Linked DNA regions of Mus musculus: regions 2 and 3 are each linked to region 1. A link is a contact called in public Hi-C and promoter capture Hi-C data. All regions are on one chromosome and are shown on one strand. The core of a region is the stretch at or near the end of the contact, and the rest is flanking DNA. Distances in the headings are between cores, read along the strand shown. Region 1 holds the start of Pipox (pipecolic acid oxidase). Region 2 holds the start of Vtn (vitronectin). Region 3 holds the start of Slc13a2 (solute carrier family 13 (sodium-dependent dicarboxylate transporter), member 2).

Region 1 (3,583 bases), core at 714-3,213:
TAGTTGCTAAGGCTAGTCTGGGGATTGTCTGTGGACGTGTTGCTGGGGATTCAGTCAGCCACTGTGCCCCCCCCCCCCATCATTGTTTTCTCTCTTCCACTGTATGGCCACCAGATACACAGCAAAATGTTAAAATCAGAATCACGACTATAAGTTCTCTCATTGTCACTATAGCATTGTAGTGAGAGGGAAGTGTCCCCGGGCTGGGCTTGTGACTCAGGTAACAGAGTTTCAGCCTAACATTCATTGGTAAAGCCCTGGGTTTGGTCCTCAGCACCATATTAAACCAACATGATGGTACGGGTCTATTTTCCCAGGAGGTAGGGGCAGAAAAATCAGAAGTTCAAGGTCACCTGTGGAGGCAAAGCAGGTTGGAGGCCAGTTAAGCGATACATGAGACCCTGTATCCAAAAAAAACGAAAGAAAATACTAACAAGAAGTAAGTTTTGGAGCAGATAGACCTGGGTTCACATCTTAGCCTCTTGGCACACCTAGAATGGGTCCTTGGGCAGATCCTGCCATCTTTGTCTGTTTAGTGGTGTGTTTATGATTATAAACAACCAACCTCAAAAGTTAGTGTCTAAAAACAAGCATTTTATTTTACTTCATAAAACTGGGGAATGCTGACACAGCTTGGCTGTTGGGTCACGTGCCATGGACTGGGTCAGGTCATGGGTGGTTAGTTTGTCTGGACACAAGGTCCAAAATGGCTTCTCTTCCTATGTGTGACTTTTCTCATCTCTCTCTCTCACAGAGTGGCTGGACTTCTAACATGTTGGTTCAGGGTCTAAGAACGAGTGCTTCAACACAAGAAGATGTCCAAAGGCTTGGGTCAGAAAGAGGGTAGCAGTCACTGTATTCTATTGGGCAAGCATGTAATGGGAAAACCGACAGAGAACTTGAGGCTATCTCTAATCTGCTCAAAAAAAATGAGGATAAAAATACACACACACACATACAAAAAAAAAAAAAAATCCTGAGAATTTAATGAGATAATGTATTCCGAGGCAGATTTACCAGGAAGCTAATAAAACTTCAACCATGGGGCTCTCTAATTGAGCGGTCTCTTCGAAGTCCTGCCATCTAGTTTTGCATGACTAATTTTTTCTTTTTTTTTTTTTTTTCTCTTTTATTTTTAGTGCTGGGTGCTAAACCCAGGACCCCGAACATGCCAAACACAAAAGTCTACCGCTGAGCTAAGCCTCCAGGCCCCTTTCCCCTTTTATCTTAAAATGGACCCCCAAAGTGTATAAGAATCAGGACCTGCCAACCCTGGCTCTGTCCCCAGTGCCTGTAACAATCCCCATTGAGCCTGCTGCCTGGCACAGAAGGCTTCTCTGCACATGGCCCCTGTGTGTGCTGGCTGGTGCCTGGTTCCCCGTGTGCCTGAGGACAAGGTTCTTCCTCGCACTGTCCTTTCCTGGATTTTTTTTTTTCCTCTTCAGGATCATTTATTGTCCTTTTTTCAACATGAAAGTAAAACACACTGAGAATGATTTCATAATCACAAAACTGCCCTCCCAGTTGGCCCCTGCATCTACCCCCTGACCTCGCCACCCACCAGGGAGGAGGGCCATACCCTGGGCATCCTGCCAAGTTCTTGGCTGGCCGGGTAGCTCTCTGGAGGAAATCAAGCTGCAGAGAGGGAAGCCAGCAGGGGGAGGCAGCATTCCCGGGGCCCAGCTTGGTCTGGGAGGCATTGAAATTCCGGGCAAAGTCCTGAGACAAAGATCATAATGAGACAGGAAGGTGGCATGGGAAGGCGCCATTTGCATGACAATAATTGAGCCAAGAATAGCAAACTGGAGGGATGCAAGGGTGAGGCTAGCAGCTGAGCTGGGCGAAACCTCACAAATCAGTCCACCCAGCTCTGCTCTGCAGGGGGAGGCGGAGGCTGAGCCCTGTGCCAGGCTTTTTGGGGAGGGAAAGAAAGACAAGGACATGAGCCCCAAGGGATTGTGGGAACTCTAGTTTAGCTGGACTTTGCCTCCCTCCTCCCCCTGTAGCCTGGAGGTGCCTTTGTTTGCCTTCTCTTCAGTGGGCTTTGTGGCATCATGGCTGCTCAGACAGATTTCTGGGATGCTATTGTGATTGGAGCAGGCATCCAGGGCTGCTTTACCGCGTACCACCTGGCCAAACACTCCAAGAGCGTCCTCCTGCTGGAGCAGGTACACTGTGCCTTCTGCCCTTCTGCTATATAAGACTGTCCCCTCTTCTTTCCTCTCCTAGGGAGGGCTTTCCAGAATTTTTGGGCTATAAGTGAAGCCAAACGGTCAGACATCAGGAATTCTGTGCACTTCGTAGCTTCGTAGCCACTTCACGTGGATCTTGACAATGCAAAGAAAATTCCCACCCTTAAGTCCACGTGAGGTTTCTTGGTATACTCTTTTAAGTCTCTTAGTTCTTGCCCCGGATCAAGAAGTGTCCCACTTCTTTTCATTCTTGCAACCCTGTCTTGTCTTTGCCCACATGGTTGATACAACCAGAAAAAGAATCAATTCTGCTCTGGGTAACCTTAAATAAAGACAGTTTTGCCTAGAGGCAAAGGCTGATGTACCAGCTTTGGAGAAAGCTGCGTTTTCTCAGCTGCTCCTTCCAGAACCTAGCAGGAGCTGCTGTTGAATTCTTCCACCTTTGGGTAACAGCGACCTCCTCACTTGATGCCCGGGAACTAAGACACAGGTCGTCTTTCCTTAAAGGAAAAGTGATCACATGACTGCTTCAAATGAGGGTGGCACTGGGACCCTGCAGGGCCCCTCAGGGGTGGGGCCTATGCAATCTGTCAAGTTGAGTTTTCTACCCCTGTGGCTTCTTCCTTTCCATTCTGCCTTGCAGCTCTCTGAGCAGGTTACCACATCCTGGGAATTGTCTTCAGTTCCTCTGTTTTCCCAAAGCCCAAGGGATTTCTGTTACAACCTGCAGGAAAACCTCCATTTTGCTTCACCCCGCACCCCCCTAATCCTAAGATTGCTCCCTTATCCTGGGTACCTGAAGGCTCAGTGAGATGACATCCTTTTCCTGATCCGGAAAACCATGGGGCTCGATTTGCATAATCTGGAAGGTTTTCTGACTCTGCTTTTCTAGGCATCTAAGCAGGGTGTGAATTCAGTGGGATAATAGAAGGTTATTAACAAATGGATGGGTGGCTGCCAGGGCTATTTACAAAAGGAAAAATTTAGTCAGTGCTGAGGTACTATTGCTAACCAGAATGCCTGGCCAATCAGTGGGCCTCAAGGAGACCTGGAAGTATGGAAATATTTGAAAATATCTAGGCCTGGCGATGAGCACCTGAAAATCCCAGTTGCTCAGGAGACCAATGTAGGGGGATTGCAAGCTTAAGGCCTGCCTGGGCTACATAACATGACAGTGACTCAAATAAGAAATAAAAAGAGGTCTAGGGCAATAGATAGCTCATCTGCAGGGCACCTACTTGCCTCCTTTGTGCAAGGCCAGAGGTCTAGGCCCCAGGATTAGAAAGGAACCATTTGAAGCCTAAGATGGCTCCTAAAGAACAAAGGGAAGGCTGAGCCAAAGGGCAGTGACTTCCATTGTCTTTCTTGTCTTTCTTGTCAAGTTCTTTCTT
Region 2 (3,583 bases), core at 423-2,922, 610 kb before region 1:
AGCAAGGCAAAGTGCTCAAACACGGCTGACAGAGAGCTGCCTTCGCACTCCTCCTGGCTGGGTTGCTGCTGAAATTCGTACTCCCAGTACTGCTTCCCTGAGGAGCAGAACAGCTGGCATCAGGAGAGATCTGACCAAGGCAGAGAGGAATCATGGAATAGAACAGGGACTCCACCACCTGCCCCCTTCTCCTCCACCCTGAGTACCCTTGAAGAAGTAGACCCTTTCCCGGCCACTGTAACGGTGGGCAGGAAGGGCGAACGCTGCATCAACATTGTCTGGTATGCCACTGAAGCCTTCGGAGATGTTTCGGGGATAACCAGGGTCCAGGACCCCATCCTCAAAGCGCCAGTACTGACTACCCTGAAAGACAGAGATCAGAAGGGTGAGGACATACCGCTGGCCACAGAAGCAGTCCTATATCCTAAACTGGCTGTCACCTGCTCCTGGAGTCCCTGACTGCTTTGTCTTCACAGCTCCCCAGCACGTCCATGGCACCCTTTACCTTGCCTCAGACTTAGGTCTGGTACCTTGAACAAGTAGGTCTTCCCCTGACAGTTGATGCGAGTGAAGGCAGCATCGATGGGGCCCTCAATGCCCCAGACATCTTGGATAAGTTTGGGGTACCCAGGCCTCACTGCCGTCTCATCTAGCTCATAGCAGTACTGCCCTAGAACAGGGGAAACTGTGTGAGAAGCAGATGAGCCTAAGGCAGATCCGACCGCCACCAGACCTGTCCATAGAGTCACCTCGGAAGGCAAAGAGGGACCCATTCTTGAGATCCGTGAAGGCGTCAAAGGGCTTTCCACTGCACAGTTCTTCCTCTGGAAACTCAGGGGTCCCTTGATCAGTGGTGTCGGGCCTTAGGATCTCCTCCTGTTGCTCCACTTTAGGCGCTGGGGTGCTTGGCTGTTCCTCAGGATCTAGGAAGGCTGTCGGCTTTAGAGTGCCGTCCGTCCGAGGATTTAGGTCACCGGGTGGAGAGGTGTTCTCGGGTTGCACACCGGTGTTGGTATTGTTCTTGGGCTCCTCCACGTAGTCATAGCTCCAATAATCATCCTCTGGCATAGTGAACACGTCCCCCCGCGTTACTGCAGGCAGAACGGGGAGCAGTGAGTGTCAGGCTGTGGAGGGAGCCCCAGGCCCACCCACCAGGGCTCTGAACTCACCTTGGGGCTTGCACTGCTCCATGTAGTCGGCACAGCAGCTCTGATAGTAAGTGCAAAGCTCGTCACACTGACACTTCTTGCTGGCCATGAAACCCTGAGTGCAGCGGCCCTTGCATGACTCTATGGGAGGGAATATCAGGTTTACAGCCCAATCTAGGGCACCTGCCCAACCTGCACTTCCCTAGGTACCCACCAATCCCCTCCCACACCTTGGTCAGCCAGAGAAACCCATGCCACCAGGGCTAGTATGAAAAAGGGCCTCAGGGGTGCCATGGCAGGCCTCTAGCCCAGGGCCTTGGCAAGCTGGGCGCGGAGCTTCTGGAATCTCGCTGTCCTGCCTGAAAAAAGAAGCAGACTGAAGAAGAGTTCCTAGTTCCCTGGGTTTCTGCCCTTTATTTGCTCATCCTCTGGCCCAGCCCCATTGCCCTCCTCCAAACACAGCTGCAGCAAAGGGTCACATTCCCAGAACCCCAGCCCCAGGAGAGCTGGGAAACAGAAAACCCTCGCCAAGACCAAAGTCAGTAGGGTCACGGGCAGGAGGGATAACACGCTTAGCTTAGCTGGGGAGGTGGAAAGAAAGCATGTGTTGTCACCCTCTGAGCCAGTCCCGTTAATCTCCCTGAGCCTTACTTTTTATAAAGTGGGACCATGGTGCCTTGCCTCATCAGGTGTTGAGAGATTCCGTGAGCTAGAACAGACAAAACGTTTCGTGCCTGGAGTAGCTTCCAACTCATTCCCATAAGCCGTTATCGATTTACTGTTTGATCAGGCTAGGTGCTTGTCCCATCCTACCCCCCGCTTCGAATCTGGATTTTTGGGGCAAGAAGGGGGGTTGGGGGAGAGCTGGCAAGCACTTTGGGGGAGGTTTTCTTTTCTTCTCATAAAAGAACAAAGCTTCATTTCTGGCCTCTCCTTGTTCTCTCTAAGCTGGGTGTTACAGCATAGGAAGTAGTGGGTCAGAGTCTATTCTTCTTTCTTTATTTTTTTTAGATTTATTTATTTTATGTTTTGTGTATAAGTGTCTGCTCACATGTGCATCTGTGCACCACATGCATGTCTTGTGTCTATGGAGGTCAGAAGAGGGCTTTGAATACCCTGGAACTGGAGTTTTGAACAGTTATGAGCTGCCGTGTGGATGCTGAGAATCAAACCCAGGTCCTCTGTAAGAACAAGTACTCTTAAAGGCTGAGCCATCTTTCCAGTCCCAGAGCCCATTCCTGAGGCTTTCACTAATCCATTGATCCTCGGGGGACCACCCTGGCCACACCTTCAATGACCTCATTTATTTTAAAAAAAAAATGGACTCATTGGGCATACTTTCTAGACTCACATACTAAGTGGGATTTCTCTATAAAGAAAGTGCTCACTGGGGTAGAGTGCCAGGTTTTGGGCCAAATTCCAAGCACTGGCACACTTCTGAAGCCCCTCCGTTTTCTGTTCTGTAATCACAGGCGAGCGTGCCTTTGGTGTCTCTTCTCTATGGACCGCAGTAGTCTCAGCGGCAAAATGAAACACTAAATTTTACTCCCTACAGACGCGTGAAGCCTAAGTGGAAACCGGCATTAAAGGGCTTTAAGAATCTCAACTGCGATTCTTTAACCATCCGGAGGGGACGTGGATACATGTAGCCAGCTTGCTTCCACATTTTGGGGAGCCGAGCGAGCGGTAGGAAATGGAAGACAGCTCTTTACAGCCCTTTCTACAGCATCTTGCACACCACCAAGGGGAGACTGGGGAGAGGAGGCGGAGCCAGGTGTGGGCGTGGCTGGAGACCTGGGGTAGGGCTTGCGCCTGCGTCGGGGGCGGAGCCCGTGAAACCTAGAGGCGGGGCGTCAAATCCTTGACTCTGCTGCTCAGAGGCGTGGTTGCTGTTGAGCATCTTAGCTCCGCTGTGCTTAGATTGGAGCAGCGCTTTGTTCCGGGCACCGGCGTCTCTACCCTCCCGCGTCTGGTCCATGCTTCTCTCTCCCTTCATGCCCTTCCTAAGTCGCTGAGTCCCGGAGCTGCCCTCCTCCTTCTGCTTCTACACTTGTAGCCCAGCACCTTTACCGGATCCTGTTTGCTTTTTTTTTTTTTTTTTTTTTTCTTTCTCCTCCCAAGGCCGGGGTCTCTCTGCCAGGCCCCGCCCCTCTAGGCCTGGCATGTCCCCTGCTGCCCAGCGCCCATGGTCCTGACGCTGCTCTTCTCCGCCTACAAACTGTGCCGCTTCTTCACCATGTCAGGCCCACGGCCGGGCGCCGATCGGCTGACAGTGCCCGGACCGGATCGGAGTGGTGGCGCCAGCCCATGGTGGGCTGCGGGCGGTCGCGGGTCTCGCGAAGTGTCGCCCGGAGTGGGCACTGAGGTGCAAGGCGCCCTGGAGCGTTCGCTGCCTGAGCTGCAGCAGGCGCTGTCCGAGCTGAAACAGGCAAGCG
Region 3 (3,583 bases), core at 667-3,166, 530 kb before region 1:
CCCCTCACTGGAGCCAGGAGTGCGTGGGTGTCCTAACAGCCTGACAAGGTGAGTGACAGCTGTCAGTCCTATCCTGGGAGGGGCAGCTTCCAACCAAGGAGCCTTTCTGTTTGTTTGTTTGTTTGTTTGTTTGTTTTGTTTTGTTTTGTTTTTCGAGACAGGGTTTCTCTGGATAGCCCTGGCTGTCCTGGAACTCACTCTGTAGACCAGGCTGGCCTCGAACTCAGAAATCCGCCTGCCTCTGCCTCCCAAGTGCTGGGATTAAAGGCGTGCACCACCACGCCCGGCTCCAAGGAGCCTTTCTGTCCTCAGCCCTATACATCTTTGTCAGACTGTGTTCCCACCTGAAAGGTCTCTCTGGCACCCTTCCTTCTTACCCTGGCACCCACAGATCACACTGTGATAATATCAGAGACACCCATCAAACACCTGCTGCATTCAGTATAGGGCCAGGAGGGGCAAGAGCACCTGAGAGACTGTTTCCAAGTAGGTACTCCAAGCTGGGTGTGGTGGCGCACGCCTTTAATCCCAGCACAGCAGAGGCAGGCAGATTTCTAAGTTTGAGGCCAGCCTGGTCTACAGAGTGAGTTCCAGGACAGCCAGGACTATACAGAGAAACCCTGTCTCAGAAAAAAAAAAAAAAAAAAAGAAAAGAAAAGAAAAGAAAAGAAAAGAAAAGAAGAGAAAAAGCCAAAAACAAAAAACAAACCAAGTAGGTATTCCACACCACACTCTGCACCCCGGTCCCCAGCAGCACATACATCAGCCTGCCCGACACCCTCTCGGTCCCACTCTGCCCTCCTCCTGCCTATGACTCCAATCTAGAGCCGGGACACACACAGGCTCTCCTCCAGGCATCTTTTTTGGGGTGTCTCCAGTGCTCTCTCCCCAAGCTTCCACCCTGGGTTGGCATCCACATCAGGGCACTCACAGAACATGTTTGAAGTCTACCCAGCTCTGTGTTCAGGTCTCAGTTTCCCCACTTGTAAAGTGGAACTGTAACACCTAGTGTTTTGTGCGGTCAATGAAACAGTACACAGTCCAGCTTGGACTAAATGCTGGGAACATCACACCCCACCTATGTATGGCCTTTTAATTTCTGTATCCTTAGCACCAAATGCTGCCCATGATTGGTGCCAAAGGTTTGTTGGGTGGATGACAGGTATGAGGAATGGCTGAGTATGTAAATAGCGTATGAAGCAATATTTGCTGTTTTTCCATGGCAGTCAAGAGGTGGGGACCAGGAAGATTCTGAAAAAAAAATAATAATCTTTATTGTCTACCTACCACACATCGATGCTCAACATATACAGGAAAGGATTACTGCAGAATGAGGAAGCGGCCAGTGGCCAGGTCAAGTCAGTGGGTCAGTCTTGTGCTAAGGGTATGAAGAACTTGTGACTTTGACAGATTCCCTGATACCTAGCAGGAGGGGGCAAGTTTGTGGTTGGCTGGCCAGTTGCCCCCAGGCCTCCCAGTAGGGATCTTGGGCTTTAAAATTCCCAAGGATGGGATGCCTGGGTAGTCAGGATAGGGGTAACGCCCAGCTCCAAGGGTCATGTGTCAACTGCTCAGCTGAGAACTTGGCTTTGGGGAAATCAAAGGCGAGAGGTGGGCTGGCCTGGAAAGAGAGCTTAGCTCCTGCTCTGCACAGCCCCGACTCCAAGTCCGGTTCCCCCGGCAGTCTCTGTGTCCAGAAGGAGTGAAATCTGGGCTGCTTTCCTCCAGTAACCCGAAGCTTTTATTTCTTGTCTTTACCCTCCCTGGCTCCCGCTAAGTCTTCCTGGTTGTTACTCCTCCCGCAGGTCCCTCCTCCTTACTCCCACCTCCTGATTCCAAAAACACTCTGATTGCCAGGGTGGGTCAATGGTTAACACTCCTCTGGCTTTATATAAGCTGCCCCAGGCCACCTGCTGTGCGCTACACCTTCAGTCTTTTTCGTAGCTCCTGGAAGCAGCTGCCGGGACAGGCTGGTCCTCACCATGGCCACCTGCTGGCAGGCACTATGGGCCTATCGCTCCTACCTGATTGTGCTATGTCTGCCCATTTTCCTGTTGCCTCTGCCACTCATTGTCCAAACTAAGGTAAGGACTGGTGGGTCTCATTCAGTATAAGTGACTCAAGGGGTGACGTCAGGGTCAAAGTGGGGCATCCTTAGGTTTTCCTTTTCACCTCCCTTCCCCAGAAAGTGAAGCCACCACCTCCTGGTCTTTCTGAGAGCCAAGGGTGGTTTCCGCAGGGCACTTTGGAGCCTGCTGGTTTGTGGTCAGAAAGCCAATTGCATAAAGGAAATGCAGCCGACAGATGAGTTTATCTGACTATTGTGTGCCCATTAGCGCTGAGCTCAGTGCCAGCCAGGGACAGGAAGAGCCAAGTGGGTAACTAGCTTTTGAGAGGATAAGTAGGAGAGAGCTGGCCTCAGGCAGCTGTGCCCTCGAAGATAAAACTAAGATAAATGACTCACCTGCAGTCTCACGGGTGGCCACTGAGGGGGACCCCTTTCAGTGTGCACAGCCAGAGCACAAGGTGCCTGCCTCCTTCCCATCTCAAGAGGTTATTCACTTGAAACCCCACCCCCCACCCGCGCCTGTGACGGGCATCGAGGGATTCTGTGCTTCATCTTATGAGCCAGGTCCCACTGTCCCATTTTGCAGATGGGGAAAAGGAAGGTAAGTCAGTTATTCAAAGTCCCAGGACAGAACTTGGTGCCTTGGAGCTTGGTTTCTATGTCCTTTGTGGTTTCTCTGTAAGAAAATTAACATTAAATCCGGGTGTGGTGGCACACGCCTTTAAAATACCAGCACTCAGAAGCAGAGACAGGCAGATCTTTGAGTTCAAGGACAGCCCTGGCTACGTAGAGAGACCGTGTCTGGAGGAGGAGGGGCATTATATGACAAATTTAAAATTAGCTTGGAGGTCTGGAGATACAACCCAATCAATGGTAAGGTTTTTGTCTGTCTTGTGCAAGATCTGGGGTTTAATAATCCCTAGCACCATCAAAACTAACAAAAACACAGACAAAAAAAAAATCCCTAAATTTTAGCTAGGTTAGTGGTGGTGCACAACTTCAAACCCAAAATTTAGGAGGCAGAGGCAGGTGGATCCCTGTGAATTCTAGGTCATCCTGGTCTACAGAGTGAATTCCAGGACAGCTAGGGCTACATAGAGAAACCTTGTCTCGGGGGATGGGGGTGGGGGTGGGGGGAATCCCTAGATTTGAATGAAAGTATCCTAGAGCTTTGGGAAAGGAAGCTCCAAGAGGGATTCAGACCTCAGCCTCAAAGTCTAGCTGCCTCTGCAAAGGACATGGATGGGTGGGGGCAGAACTAGCGGTGTGGCTGTCTCCAAAACTGACACTGAATCTTGGCCATGGACCATCCCACGCCCCTGGTTCTGCCCAATGAGCCACTACTTGTTGCTACAGATAGGGGAAATCAATCCAGGAAGGCCTTGGGTTTGCGTTATCTCTGAGGGAGAAGGCTCAGGATACGGTCCCCAACACTTGCCCAGTGATAAGGCCAGACTGATTTTGGAGATAACCTTTCTCAGACAAGTGGCGTCTCTAAGCGGGGGATTGCTCAGA

Evidence for each region. Hi-C and Micro-C count contacts between places; a contact is called where the count stands out from the background. Capture Hi-C pulls out chosen DNA fragments and counts their contacts.
Region 2: a contact with region 1 is called in a promoter capture Hi-C map of adipose tissue. The contact joins the promoter of Vtn here to the promoter of Pipox in region 1. A contact is called at or near these places in 3 of 39 promoter capture datasets (cranial neural crest, frontonasal cranial neural crest and liver), 1 of 484 Hi-C or Micro-C datasets (liver) and 1 of 9 other capture datasets (adipose tissue).
Region 3: a Hi-C map of liver shows a contact between it and region 1, with 2.0 times the contacts expected there. The contact joins the promoter of Slc13a2 here to the promoter of Pipox in region 1. A contact is called at or near these places in 1 of 39 promoter capture datasets (liver) and 1 of 484 Hi-C or Micro-C datasets (liver).

What each region holds. Positions count from the first base shown.
Region 1 is chr11:77,892,252-77,895,834 of GRCm38.p6, reverse strand. Pipox (pipecolic acid oxidase) reads left to right here and starts at 1,963. Exons shown (of 8, transcript NM_008952.2): 1 at 1,963-2,168; 2 at 3,575-3,583. The coding sequence starts at 2,055.
Region 2 is chr11:78,497,209-78,500,791 of GRCm38.p6, reverse strand. Vtn (vitronectin) reads right to left here and starts at 1,672. Exons shown (of 8, transcript NM_011707.2): 1 at 1,379-1,672; 2 at 1,170-1,289; 3 at 750-1,091; 4 at 531-670; 5 at 207-363; 6 at 1-97. The coding sequence starts at 1,442. It overlaps Sarm1 (sterile alpha and HEAT/Armadillo motif containing 1), which reads left to right and starts at 3,038. Exons shown (of 9, transcript NM_172795.3): 1 at 3,038-3,583. The coding sequence starts at 3,334.
Region 3 is chr11:78,420,567-78,424,149 of GRCm38.p6, reverse strand. It overlaps Slc13a2 (solute carrier family 13 (sodium-dependent dicarboxylate transporter), member 2), which reads left to right and starts at 1,916. Exons shown (of 12, transcript NM_022411.4): 1 at 1,916-2,084. The coding sequence starts at 1,983.